Regions from separate parts of the Sus scrofa genome. Here all the other regions are linked to region 3. The links are chromatin contacts, called in public HiChIP or PLAC-seq and promoter capture Hi-C maps. All regions are on one chromosome and are shown on one strand. The core of a region is the stretch at or near the end of the contact, and the rest is flanking DNA. Distances in the headings are between cores, read along the strand shown.

Region 1 (4,089 bases), core at 796-3,295, 390 kb before region 3:
TTAACTTCTAAACAGCCACAGAAATATGTTTTGTGCTATCCAAATGCTGTCACTTATTTGATCTTCCCTTTATTTCCCATCAAAGTAGACCTAGATATTAGCAATGCAAGTGTACAAAAAAAGAAAAAGGAAAAGAAATTTAGGGAAAGAATAAGGCAAATACCGAAATAAGGTGTGAAGAGCTGTATTACATTGTAATTACTTCAAAATGCTCGTTACAAAGTACCATGGTACTATAACATATTTCTAAAAAACCTAACACTAAAAATCAAACCTAAAGTCTAAACAAAAGCATATTCTGAACATATATTTAGAAACCTATAGTAATAAATGTATTACAAAGTTTTAAATACTGCCTACTTTCACTCTCCCAGCCCTCAAAGGAAAACATACAAATATGGCAAGTATAACAAGAATTGTCAGGAAATTTTCTGACACATTCAGATATATATTGTGATACAAAAGAAAGCACTAAAGTGAGGAATGGGCAACGGGCTCTTAATTGAACTGTCACTAACTGCCCAACCCTCAAGCTAATTTCACTGAGCTATACCATTGGATCCTTCAAGTCAAATACCATTTCACAGTGTGCACTCCTAAAATGTTAAGTACTAAGTCTTCTCAGCCAGCACTGTTTGTTAAAGTAACTTAGTTTCAGTGTACCATTAGGTGCTGGGAAAATGTTTATATCCCGCCTGGAATATTTGCAGTGGACCTGAACATTCATATCCGCTAATGTCAGATTTCCGACCAATTATTCATATACGTAACCCCAAGAAATATACACTCCAAAATGTTTTGGGGGACTAGAAAACTTAGGAACTGGAAATTAAAGCTCTCTGATCTCCAAAATAATACAAAACACAAATACCTAGACCAACATCTGTACACAAGTTTAAATGTAGCTGAGTACCTACCTTGATATTATGCATTTAGTTTTATTATTAATACTAACAGTTCAAGTCACTCTACTCTCAAAAGAAACTTATTTTGCACAAAACATGGCAAGCATTATATATCCTTCAACTATAATAAAATTTATTCTATAGGTACATATTGTGCTTGCCTTCCTTTCCAAACTCATAAAGTTTGTAACCAACTTTTCAAATATTCTTACGATAGGTTTATTTTTTGTTCTAAAATTTTCGACCGTTCCCCCAAATTCCAAAACTCAGCAGACAAAAACAAAAAACTTGAGAGATTTTTTTCAACAACACATTTTAGTAATGCACCCCATTAAATAATGGTGATGATTTTTAATCATTACGTGACCGGTCAAATGAAGAGACCTCCTACAATACTGAGTCACTTTCCCAAGATAAAGGCGAGGGAAAACGAACGAACTCCTGGCTTCCTATTAAGGCTAATATCTCAAAGGCTGCCATCACCTGCCTAATTAAATGCCGCCGACTCAAACTTCCATTAAAAAGATTCTTTTTGCAAAGCCCGGGAGAAGGTAGGAATCAAACAGGAACTACAAGCCTAAGGTGACCAAACAGCCAAGGACACTAACCACACCCCAGAGTACCGCCCACCCACGTGTTCACAGGTGAGTTCCTTCCCATCAACGCTTCCCCGGATCTATGAACCCAGCTTGGCATCTCAGGCACTGATGGCGTCTCAGGTATGGGCAGGTCTGGCTCCGGCACGTAGGGGCACAAAATGGTTCAGCCACCGCAGACGGCCGTTCCCTCGCCCTCCTCGGGGCCCGAAGTTTCCTGGAACCGTTTTCGTGACGGCGGGGTAGCAAAGCTTCGGGGTAGGGGGCGGACTACGAACCTGGGGCGAGCCAGAGGCTCCCCCTTTGAGGCTGAAATTAACAGAAGAGACCCCGATGACTACTGCCTTCCAAGCTTGCCCGCTTCCAAGCGGCAAGTAGCACAGAGCTAGTGAGGAAAAGCAGTTTTTCACTCACCCAACGTGGGCACCTGGGAGTCCACGGCAAAGGCTGCCATCGCAGCAGCTACACCACTTAGCCCCGGACCTTCCCGATTTTCAAAAATGGCGGAAACTCTCCCCACGGGTAGGAGCGCGGTACCTTATGGGGTTGCGTAACTTCCGGACATGCGCCATACCAAAGTTGTGGCGCCAGAGCTGCCATTTTGGAATAGGGCAAGAGTCTGCGCAGACTCGACTGCTCTGAGAAGGATTTCTCTGGTAAAGAGATCAGCGTGGATCGTGTGGTTCTGGGAATGCTTTCGCTCGTCCTCTGAGCCTCCTGATTTGTTGGTGCTCGAGTTTTATAGAAGCGCAAGTTATTTTACTCACGGATTCATAAATAGCGTGAGTTTATTCAGTGCTCTGTCATCCGTCAGCTTTTCCAAGTACCACCTGGACAGGTTGGCTTGAAGAAACAGATTATGCCGCTTTCCAACGTAGGTTTCTGGGCTTAGGGCACCGAGCTCCTTTCTCAAGCATATTTTCTACCATCTCTATGCCATTTAAGATTTTTTTGTGTTATATGGGCACAATTTTACATTAAAGCATAACTCATACTTGCTCTTTTACTGGTTTATTACATGTTTATAAGTACAAAAGATATTAAATAATGGAGGAAAGTAATAAACACCCGTGCACTCACCATACTGCAGAATCTTGTGTGTTCCTATGCCATCCGGGCCGACCCCCCCCCCTTGCTGCTACTTTCCTTTCTGTAGAACGTATTCAAATATCATACATATGCTATATGTGTGTGTGCGAAAATAGCTTTTTCGTTTTGCTAATTTTATAAAAGTGATGTGCTATGTATATATATTCTGAAATGCTCTCTGGTCCATATCAAACTTACCTTCAAAGTGCTTACCCACCTACTCTCCCTGTTTCCTCTGGGATTTGCTGAAATTCAAAATCCAGCCAAGAACTTTATAATTTGTATGAGGCAATAACAATTCCAGGATTAAATGACAAGTTCCCAGAAGTTAAAGTTTTAAAACACTCACAGATGAATTATATTTTTTAAACATATATATATGTTGAACTGTGTCCCCCAAAATACATGTTAAAGTCCTAATTTCCAGTACATATTAATGCGACCTTATTTGGAAATAGGGTCTTTGCAGATGTAATCAAATTCAGATAAAGACATACTAAATTACTACAAAATTGGCAGCTTAAATCAACACAAATTTATCTTTATAGCTCTGGAGGCCTGAAATTCGAAATGAGTATTATAGGACTAAAATCAAAATGTCAGCAAGACTGGTTTCTTCCAGAGGCTCCAGAGGGGAATCTGTTTCCTTGCCTTGTGTAACATCTGGAAGCTAACAATATTACTTGGCTTTTGGCCCTATCCTGTTTCAAAGCCTGTGGCATAGCGTCTTCTATCTCTTTTAGCATCTGCTTATCTCTGCTTCAATCATCATATGGCCTTTTTCTTCTATAGTTAAAATCTCACTCCACCTCCCTCTTAAAGGATGTTTGTAATTACATTTAGAGCCTACTCAGATAATGCAGGATAATCTTCCCATTTCAATAGCCAGCTGTGATTAAGTTAATAGCCACAACTGCAAAGTAACATTCATAGATTCCAGAGATTAGAGTGTGGATATCTGTGGAGGCTTCATTCAGCACACCACACCCAGCAATCCCCTTTATAGAAACAAGGTACCAAGAAATGTTCATCAGTAAAGGGATTTCTATATAAATTATGATCTAGCCAAACAAAAGAACATTATTCCCCTATTGATATGTGTATTGATCTAGAAAAATCTTCATGATTTATATACTGAAAGATGCAATTTGAAAATGTATATATAGCATGATTTTATCTTAATTTAACAAAAAAAAGTATATATGGGTACAGATCCAAAGAGGAAGAGAGAGGTGCTTGTTTAAATAAAGGAAAAACCTAGAAAACATTTCTGCCAAACTCTTAACAGAGAATGTGGAATGGGAGAGGAGTTTGTAAATTAGAGGGCTTAAGAAGGGCCTTTAATTTACTGTATATAATTTTTTTGTGGTTGCCTATAGGTGTTATTTACTATTTTTAGTATTTTTCAAATTAAAACCCTTTATTTTCCTTTAAGAGAAACATTTTCCTTTCTTTACCTGCATGTCAATCTTCTCTTTCAGTTAGCTCTTTCCTTACCA
Region 2 (4,345 bases), core at 844-3,343, 330 kb before region 3:
ATACGAAGCTATCATCTACTTTCTAAATCTCTGTGAAGGCTTATAATTTAAAGATCTCTGAATATGTTCTGGGGACAAACAGCAGAAATCTCAACTAAAGTGAAACTATTTGAAAATATTTGGTATCAAAGGAACTGTGAGGACAATGATGAGGGAAATAAAATCTTCAATCATCCTTTTTAAAACAGTTTTCTAATCATTTAAACAATTTTATGCTTTTGCAGTTAAACTATAGCAGGAAAAATTCTACAAGAGGGGCAATTTTTGTAAGAACTTTATAGCCTAATTTGCATGATATGACACATTTTCAAAGACTGAAAACTGAAAGGATATATAAGATGACATATACTAATTACACTTGCCATAAAATCATACAGGAATGGCAAAACAGATGATTATTACATTAGCACTGACAGTATACTTTTTACTACACATATGTGCAAACTTTAAAAGGGTTGGTTTTTAATAACAAAATGCATTTTAATGCAAAATACAGAGAAATGCAAGAATAGTGAATACTTCATCTACACCTAATGTTTTTTACTCAAATAGACATATTCCATCCAATCTCAGGTCAATATGTCTAAAAATTAGTTATAATAAAAACTGAATAATGAGGCTCAGCATTGGGTACTGAGTTAAAAATAGCTATGAGTGTTTTAAGTTCACATGGAAACACGATGGTGGCTCTTCTTGAGTAACAGTTGTGTTCAAATTTTAATATGGCACTCTTTTCTTCTTCTTTTTATACAGTACTTTTGAAAAACTAGAAAATGATATAAACTTTCATTGTGGGACTCTGTAATTCTGCCTCTGGTTACATTTGTTTGTAGTCGCTGAAAAGTGCTTATCTTTACTCCCCAGCCTCCTCACAAGCATCTTCTCCTTCCCAGGTCTGCTTTATCTTAGGTTCCAGACCCTTACCTCCAATAAATTAATATTTAAACTATTAGGTTAGAATGTAACTAGATAAATTAAATGACCCCCGACCTGTTAATGACTAATAAGAGCTCCATAGGTGATCTCTCAGATGTGTTTGTATTAAAAACCTTCATCACAATTTCCTTTGCATAAAGTGTTTTCATTAAGCCAATGATAGCTTATTTATTTTTACAAGGTCGTTCATTGAAGGTGGCATAATATTTTGTCACTCACTTAAAATTAATTAATATAATATAAAAGATTAACACATGGAAGGAAATTAGGGTAAAAAACAAAACAAAACAAAACACATCAAAACAGCATGAATCGTCTCTGCTGGAATCCCCACTCCAGTCAATTGTAAAAGTCCTTGATTTGCTCACTTTTGGAACCGTGTCTAATATGCTTGACCAGAAGGAGTGTCCCTGGGGTGTGACTGGGAGGAAACTGATCAAGAAAAAAAAGAGATGGAAAAGTAGAATACTGCCAAGAAGGGGTGGGGATTTGGGGTGGAGGCCAGAAAAAAAAAAAAAAGTGGGAGCGTTCCTTCATTTATTGAACAAACATTTTTTGCCTCGCACATGCCATTGCTTCTTAGCGTCTTCTCCGGAAGGGTGATCCTCGTCGACAAATTCCAGATTCTGATTATCTCAGGAACTTGATTTGCCCTCGCTTCCGACCTCCTCTCTCACAAACTGCCTTGAGGCGGGGGAGTTGGGATTGGATGGGGAGGAAGGGAGAGGCGAGGCCCGCTTCGCAGAGCACAACATCTGCTGTGTTCAGCCAGGAGCGTCTGTCAAGCAGTGGGAGGGAAAAGCGCACGGTGCCACCAGCCCACTCTTGGGCGAAACTCGCCAGAAAAACACCCGCCCTGCCTCCGCCCACCGCCTCCCCATGGGCTTCTGCTGGTTTCTTTCGGGAGGTGGTGCGGAAAGGCAACTTTTGGGAACTTAAAAGAGAGGGGTGTGCGGAAAGCAGAGAAACGTGACTTCATCAGGTCCCGGCTTAGACTCCCAAACCCGGATCAAGGGCAGTGGGCGGTCCAAGCCCATCGGGTCAGGTCTGGGACCCCTCAGCCGCCTCTCGGGCCGCGGCCGTCGCGAGGCCGGGCGGGGCGCGCTAGGGACCCCAGGCGCAGTTCCCCGTCCGCCCTCGCGGGGGCGCCGGCGCGGCTGATCAGGTGACCGAGAGCTGGTCCCGGGCTGCGGGAAGCGGCCTGGTTCTCAGCCGCCGGAGACGCCGCCGCCGCCGCCACACCTAGTGGAGGAGCCCGGGAAGGCGGCTCGGTGGGGGCTGGGGCCGAGGGCACCGGGGGGTGGGGACGGAAGGGCGGCAAGCGGAAGGCAGGAGGCTGCCGGGGCGCGGGCTGCTGCGGGGGAAGGGGCCCCGAGGCGTCCGCCGCGGCTCGCTCTGTCACCGGCGCGGAATTGGAGCGCGAGGGCTATGGGCGCGCTCCCCTGAGGCGGAGGTCGCGGGCGGGAGGGGAGAAGGCCCGACCGAGGTAGCTGCGGAGGCCGCGGGCCGGTGACTGGGCGAGAGGCAGCCGGCGGCGGCGGCGACGACACTACCACCACCACCACCACTATCACTACCACCATGTCGCGCTCCGTGCTGCAGCCCAGTCAGCAGAAGCTGGCGGAGAAGCTCACCATCCTCAACGACCGCGGCGTCGGTATGCTTACCCGCCTCTACAACATCAAGAAGGTGCGCACGGCTGGCGAGGCCGCGGCGGGATCGGCGGGTGGGCTGGGGAGGGCTGGAAGGCCCGGAAGGCCGGGGCGGGGGGGTCGGCGGGCGGCGCCTGGGGTAGAATTCACGGCCTCGCCGGGGCAGGCCGGGCCGGGGTCGCCGGGAGGCGCCGCGGCCTAACGCGGAGTCCCGGCGCCTCTCCCGGTGGCTCGCCGGCCGATCAGTGTCAGAAAGAAGCCATTTCCCGGTTCCTAGCGGCGAGATCCGGCGGGTCCGGCCCCGCTCGGGGTGAGGGGCACCTCCGCCCCCGAAACGGGGTCTACGGAAAAGGGGGTTGGTAGTGGGTGGACAAGATTCTGGGAGGGGGATAGGAAAACTTGGATGTTCCGTAACTGAGGCCGAATGGTAGGAATCTGGCGGAGATGGTAGCAGGTTTTTTTCCCTCAATTTTTGGTGTGTAAGTGGAAATGCAGGAGGGGGATGGCTAATCAGGATGAACCCCGCATCTCTTCCACTTTGCCATTTTATTCTATATTGCGAAATAAAAGCCAATCAAGAGCATATTGGCGATTTGGAATTATTTCATCTTGAAGGTGGAGAGGAGGGGGAAGTGAGGGTGGAACCAATTTTCTTCTGAAATACTTCTGGGTTGTGAGTCACTAGAACAGGAATAACAACCTTCTCTCTCGTTCCTCTTTACTCCTCCTCATTTTAGTTTTTCCAACCATGTCTGATAGTACCAAAGCATCATTTCTTAAAGTTCGGTGTCTATAAAATAAAAATAAATATGTTGCTATTATTGCTGATTTTATAGAGTAGTCTCATAACTTGAGTAGCTCTAGCTAATAGGTCTGTTCGAAGTCTTTACATGCCTTCAGAGTAAAGAATGGAAGGCTGAATTGGAGTTAAGAAAAATAGATGTTAAGATAGAACAAATATATTAATTTATCTCAGGGGAAAAAAAGACATCCTTTTCCTTTTAAGACAAAGTAAGTTTTAAATAATTCAGTAAAGAGAAAATTAAGATTTTTTTCGTACAGTCTAGATCCTGAGAGTTTCCAGTCTATATTTGATATTATATCTTCATAATTATTTTTGTCTTTTTAATGCATCATGAATATTTCCTTTAGTTTAGTCATAGCAGTAGAATTGTAGCCCTTGTAAATTAGGGCTACTGAGGAAAGAATTTTTTTTTTGTCTTTTCTAGGGCCGTACCCGCAGCATATGGAGGTTCCCAGGCTAGGGGTCTAATCAGAGCTGTAGCCGCTGGCCTACACCACAGCCACAGCAACGTGGGATCCGAGCCAAGTCTGCGACCTAACCACAGCTCATGGCAACACCTGGATCCTTAACCCTCTGATCGAGGTCAGGGATTGAACCCGCATCCTCATGGTTCCTAGTCAGATTCGTTAACCACTGAGCCAGGATGAGAATTCCTGAGGAAAGAATATTTTTAAATATTTCATATCATGGGGTTCAAGTATAAAGTTGATTTATTTAAACAATTTGATGTAGACACTGTATTCTAAAGGAGAAGACTGCCCTGGCTTAATGGTGATGAATTTTGTATAAGGATAGCTAATGTTCCAGTTGCTCACCTGTATATGAAGATGATTGACTCTGAATTTAGTGTAATCTGGAAGAGTAACTGCAACATGTCTGTTGGGTTTGTCACATTTTATGTAGCAGGAGCTTGAGGGTCATTACAAAAAAGCCCTCTGCATTTACCAAAGAG
Region 3 (4,067 bases), core at 1,284-3,783:
TATAAATTCTGACTCTTAGACTTACACATGGGAGAAAACAGCTGAAGTTTAAGCATTCTATCATTAGCTATTATTGCCATTTTTAGCAAGACAAATTCTCTAAGTTCTAAATAAATAATTTTTCTGTTACCATTCCAGAATACTTGATTTTAACATGCTTTACTAAGAAAACTACTTCTTTTTTGGGATTAATATCTGTAATAAAACTGTTGGAAATTAGTTTTCAAATTAAAAGGGAACTACATTTTCAGTATTGACATTCCTTTACACTATTCTAAACCGAGAATATTTTGCTTCTTCTGTTTTTAGTACAGAAGCTGAATTATGGTTTTTGACGTGATTGTTCTTAAGCATTTTGAGCACTTATTTAAAATAATTTAAGTATACAGCAAAACTTACCAAGACACATTAATTAGATATGTTTAAAAAGAAATTTTTACCTACCGGGTTTTTATCAGGGTGTAGCTTCAATGCCAGTTTCTTGAAAGCTTGTCTTATTTCTCTACTGCTTGCAGTTTTGGATACTCCAAGTAAACTGTAAAAATCCTGATCTGTACCCACTAAAATGGCCATATACACTAATAGAAAACAGAGAATGACCCTTTTCAAGTCTCTGATATAGGCATCTTTATTTAACCAGACTCCCATTGTTTTTCCTGAAGAAGTTCTGACTTAAGTGAACATTAAGATAATGCCACTGGTTCCAGTTGATGTAATATGCAAATTTGAGAACTTCTCTCCACATTACTTCAAAGGTGAATCAGGCATCATGAAGTGTCTCAAAATGTTAATCTAAAAAGAGAAAATTGGGTACTTAAAAATATATTAATAAAAAACACCTTCAACAACACATGTTACAAATGACATGGCCAGCAATACTATCTCTGGTAAATGGCAAATCAGGCTGGTTCTCTGGGGGCCCTCTTCCCCCTTCTATATCTAGGTAGCCAGGTTCCTGCTATCACTCAAGAGAGCAAATAAAGGCAAAAGGTAGCTATATGGTTGCAGCCAGCTAGAACACTTTACAAACCAACCCAGCAATTTGCCTTGATCAGCACCTGAACACCAAGGGGGGGGGGAGTCGTTTCCTTCCTCCTGCTACCCAGCTTAAGAACTGCCCTTTTCATTTGCTTCCTTTTTGGTTATTTCTTCACCCCTTTTAAGGCTATCCAGTTTTCATTTCAATCAACCTCGCCTGTAGGAAATACCCTTTGAGAATGCTAGAAAGAAGCAGGAGATCTTCCAAAGGGTCTGTATATTTTATACAACTGGTCCAAAACCGGCAGTGAATTTATATTACTGAAACAGACAACTTATACACAATAAGCCATTTTCTTTGCCCTGAATTTTCTCAGAAAATGCTTATGTTATGTTTAAGTAGATACTATTTTATATAACTAGTAGGATAACTGCAAGTTAATAGTGTAATTTTATTGCAAAGTTTTCCTTTGGCATAAATTAAAAACAGAAAAACAAAAAGAGAAAAGGAATCAGTTCCGACATGCTCAGCTGTGTAGGGTAAAAATAAGATCACGTGGAAATTTGTATAGTTGAGTTCCAAAGATCTCATGCTTTGAAAAAAAAAAATCTAATCTTTCTAGCATCCTCAATTCCTCCTTCCTTCATTTAATCCTAAATATTTTTAAAAATTTTTTCTCCTTACCTGTGAATGGTTTTTGGTTCATTTCTAATTCCGCCTTTTCACACCACCAAAAAAAAAAAACCTTTGTAAAATATAATGATAGAGATTAATAAACATCTAGACTAGAAAACAAAGCTTAGGAAAAAATAGAGAACATACTGTCAAACACCACTGGTACACGTGGGGTTCATACCCTGCCTAGTGGTGGTTCTCGGTACGTGTGGGCGTGCCTGACTTGCTCAGCGCCAAGCTGCGGGGACAGGTGGAAGCTGCAGGTAAATGCAACACTGTTAACTCCATGTTGCCACCACTCCAGAATGGGATGCAAGAATGGAAAAATGGAAACGTGGGTGAAACAGACTGTCAAGTGTTGCTGGTGTGTGCAATCTCAGGTTGAACTAACGGAGAAAGGAACCTGGATAACTAAAGTTAAAGTTAGAAACTGGAGCAAAAAAGCGAGGAACCGCTGGGCGGAGGAAGGGTGGTGCAGGTAGAAGGAAGGAAAACAACTGAGAGCGAGAACACAATAAACTGGGCGCAGAAGAGATGAGGAGGGGGATTCCTGCACAAGGGCATTTCGCCCCTCCCTTCCCGCAGGTCCCAGGCCGCGGCCAGCATCAGCAGAACCCCGGTCCCCGGCTCCCGGCCCATGCCCACCTCACTGTTGCGGGGTCGCCTCCTGCAGCTACTCCCCCATTTTCAATCCCCGTCGGCGGATCCTACTCGATAGAGCACAAGCTGTGCGTGCAGGAGTGAAGCACGCACTCGGTAGCCGCCGGCCCGCCGCGCCCGGAACGGGGGAGAACCAGCCACACCCGCAGCAAAGAGTGCGGCCGGCTCCGGTCCGTTCCTCGCGCGGCGGTCTCCAAGGCGAGGAGGGGCGGGGACTGGCGCGGGGCATTGTGGGAAAGGCGTGGAGAACGCCGCTTGGGAGGACTAGCCGAAGGACCTGTGGGCACCGCAGGGTGGGGAGGGAGGTGTAGGTTTAGGTTGACGTGGCTGTCTGTGCAGAATCCGGCTCCGGCTCCGGTTCCGGCTCCAACCCGAGCTGCGGGAAGCGCCGTACCGACGAAGCCCGCGCCCCCACGTCAACGCAGCCGGCGCATGCCGCAGGCTGGATGTGAGACGACAAGGCCCGCCCCTTCCTGCTCCAGTTGCTGTGGTGACGGGAACCCCTGCCCCGCGGAGGGCGGGTTTAGGCGTGTAGTTTCCCTCTGACCCTGTTCTTAAAGGGAAAGGTCGGGCAAGGTAGGGCTATAGAGGATTTTTCTGGTTGAGGGGTGGGGTGCAGAAAGGGGAAATTTTGCGGGAAAGGGGTAGCTTGACTGAAATGACATTGATTGTAGTGTCAATTTAGAGGGTTGAAAAGATAGTAGGAAATTTGGGGAAAATAAAAATATTCATGGATGTGTGTGGGTAACAAACATTAGAGCATTCTGCGGCATTGCCCGTCTTCCTAGTCATTCCAACTGGAATTTGAGGAGTTGTCCATACTCCTCTCTCGCATCTTTATGTCTAAGTAATATGGAATAGAAACTGCATTTTTGGTCTGCAATATAACTAGAACAATTGAACTAGCTGCATTTGCAACCATCAAAAGAGAAAAAAACATCGTGATGAAGAGGATGCTGGCTTATGACATCAACCATAGTATGAAATAAATTGTAATTGGTAACAATTTCGTGTAGCAAATCAAATAGCAGCTTATTAAAAAATGCTGACCATGCAGGATCCGTAACAAAACGAAGACATTTCTAGAAGTAAGAGAAAGTAGTCAGAACAAAGACAGAAATAATAGAAGCAACCTAATGTAACAGCTAGTAAGTGCCAGGAACTGGTCTAAGCACACATTAGTTAATTCAGTCCTCCAAATAATCTTTTTTTTTTTAACATAAATTCTTTAATCTTATATTAGCTACTTTGACAATAGTCTTTTCTTCCATTATAAATTAAGAAGCAATAACATTGTCTAACCTATATTGTTGTGTTCTTAATTCATAATTTCCTTAGAGTAAATTAACATGTGGACTTCTGGTAGAACACATGACATTGAAAAGAGTACATTTTCCTGAGCTATATCTTACAACTCAATTTAAAAACTGTAAAGACAACAAAAGCAAAATCTACAGACGTAATCCTGGAGACAGCAGTGGGTGAGACTTTCATAAAAAATTCAGAAGGTGGAAAAATATCAGGATAAACGGTAACAGATTGAACAAAGGGAAGAACATTGAAACCCAACATGCCTGAATCCAAATAATCTTATATGATAGGGGTTTATTATATCCACTTCACAGGTGAGGAAACTATACACACCTGAACACCCTAGCTCCAAAGACTGTAATGTTAATCATTATGCCGCATTGTGAGCCACCAAAATCTTTAAATTGAAAAGCAGAAATAAAACTAGAGAATCAAGCAGGGG

Evidence for each region. Promoter capture Hi-C pulls out the DNA fragments that hold promoters and counts their contacts. HiChIP or PLAC-seq counts read pairs in DNA pulled down with a chosen protein or histone mark.
Region 1: a contact with region 3 is called in an H3K27ac HiChIP or PLAC-seq map of alveolar macrophages. The contact joins the promoter of NUP35 here to the promoter of DNAJC10 in region 3. A contact is called at or near these places in 2 of 5 promoter capture datasets (fetal liver and liver), 1 of 47 Hi-C or Micro-C datasets (alveolar macrophages) and 1 of 2 datasets of contacts at active chromatin or transcription factors (alveolar macrophages).
Region 2: a promoter capture Hi-C map of liver shows a contact between it and region 3, with 4 times the contacts expected there. The contact joins the promoter of NCKAP1 here to the promoter of DNAJC10 in region 3. A contact is called at or near these places in 2 of 5 promoter capture datasets (fetal liver and liver) and 1 of 47 Hi-C or Micro-C datasets (heart right ventricle).

The regions. Positions count from the first base shown.
Region 1 is chr15:88,585,709-88,589,797 of Sscrofa11.1, reverse strand. It overlaps NUP35 (nucleoporin NUP53), which reads right to left and starts at 2,045. Exons shown (of 9, transcript XM_021074750.1): 1 at 1,916-2,045. The coding sequence starts at 1,955. It also overlaps LOC100522904.
Region 2 is chr15:88,526,165-88,530,509 of Sscrofa11.1, reverse strand. NCKAP1 (nck-associated protein 1) reads left to right here and starts at 2,093. Exons shown (of 31, transcript XM_003359581.4): 1 at 2,093-2,625. The coding sequence starts at 2,518.
Region 3 is chr15:88,197,230-88,201,296 of Sscrofa11.1, reverse strand. It overlaps DNAJC10 (dnaJ homolog subfamily C member 10), which reads right to left and starts at 2,533. Exons shown (of 24, transcript XR_002339457.1): 1 at 2,300-2,533; 2 at 1,836-1,911; 3 at 1,664-1,724; 4 at 445-792. It overlaps LOC110257183 (a long non-coding RNA gene), which reads left to right and starts at 2,577. Exons shown (of 3, transcript XR_002339458.1): 1 at 2,577-2,890.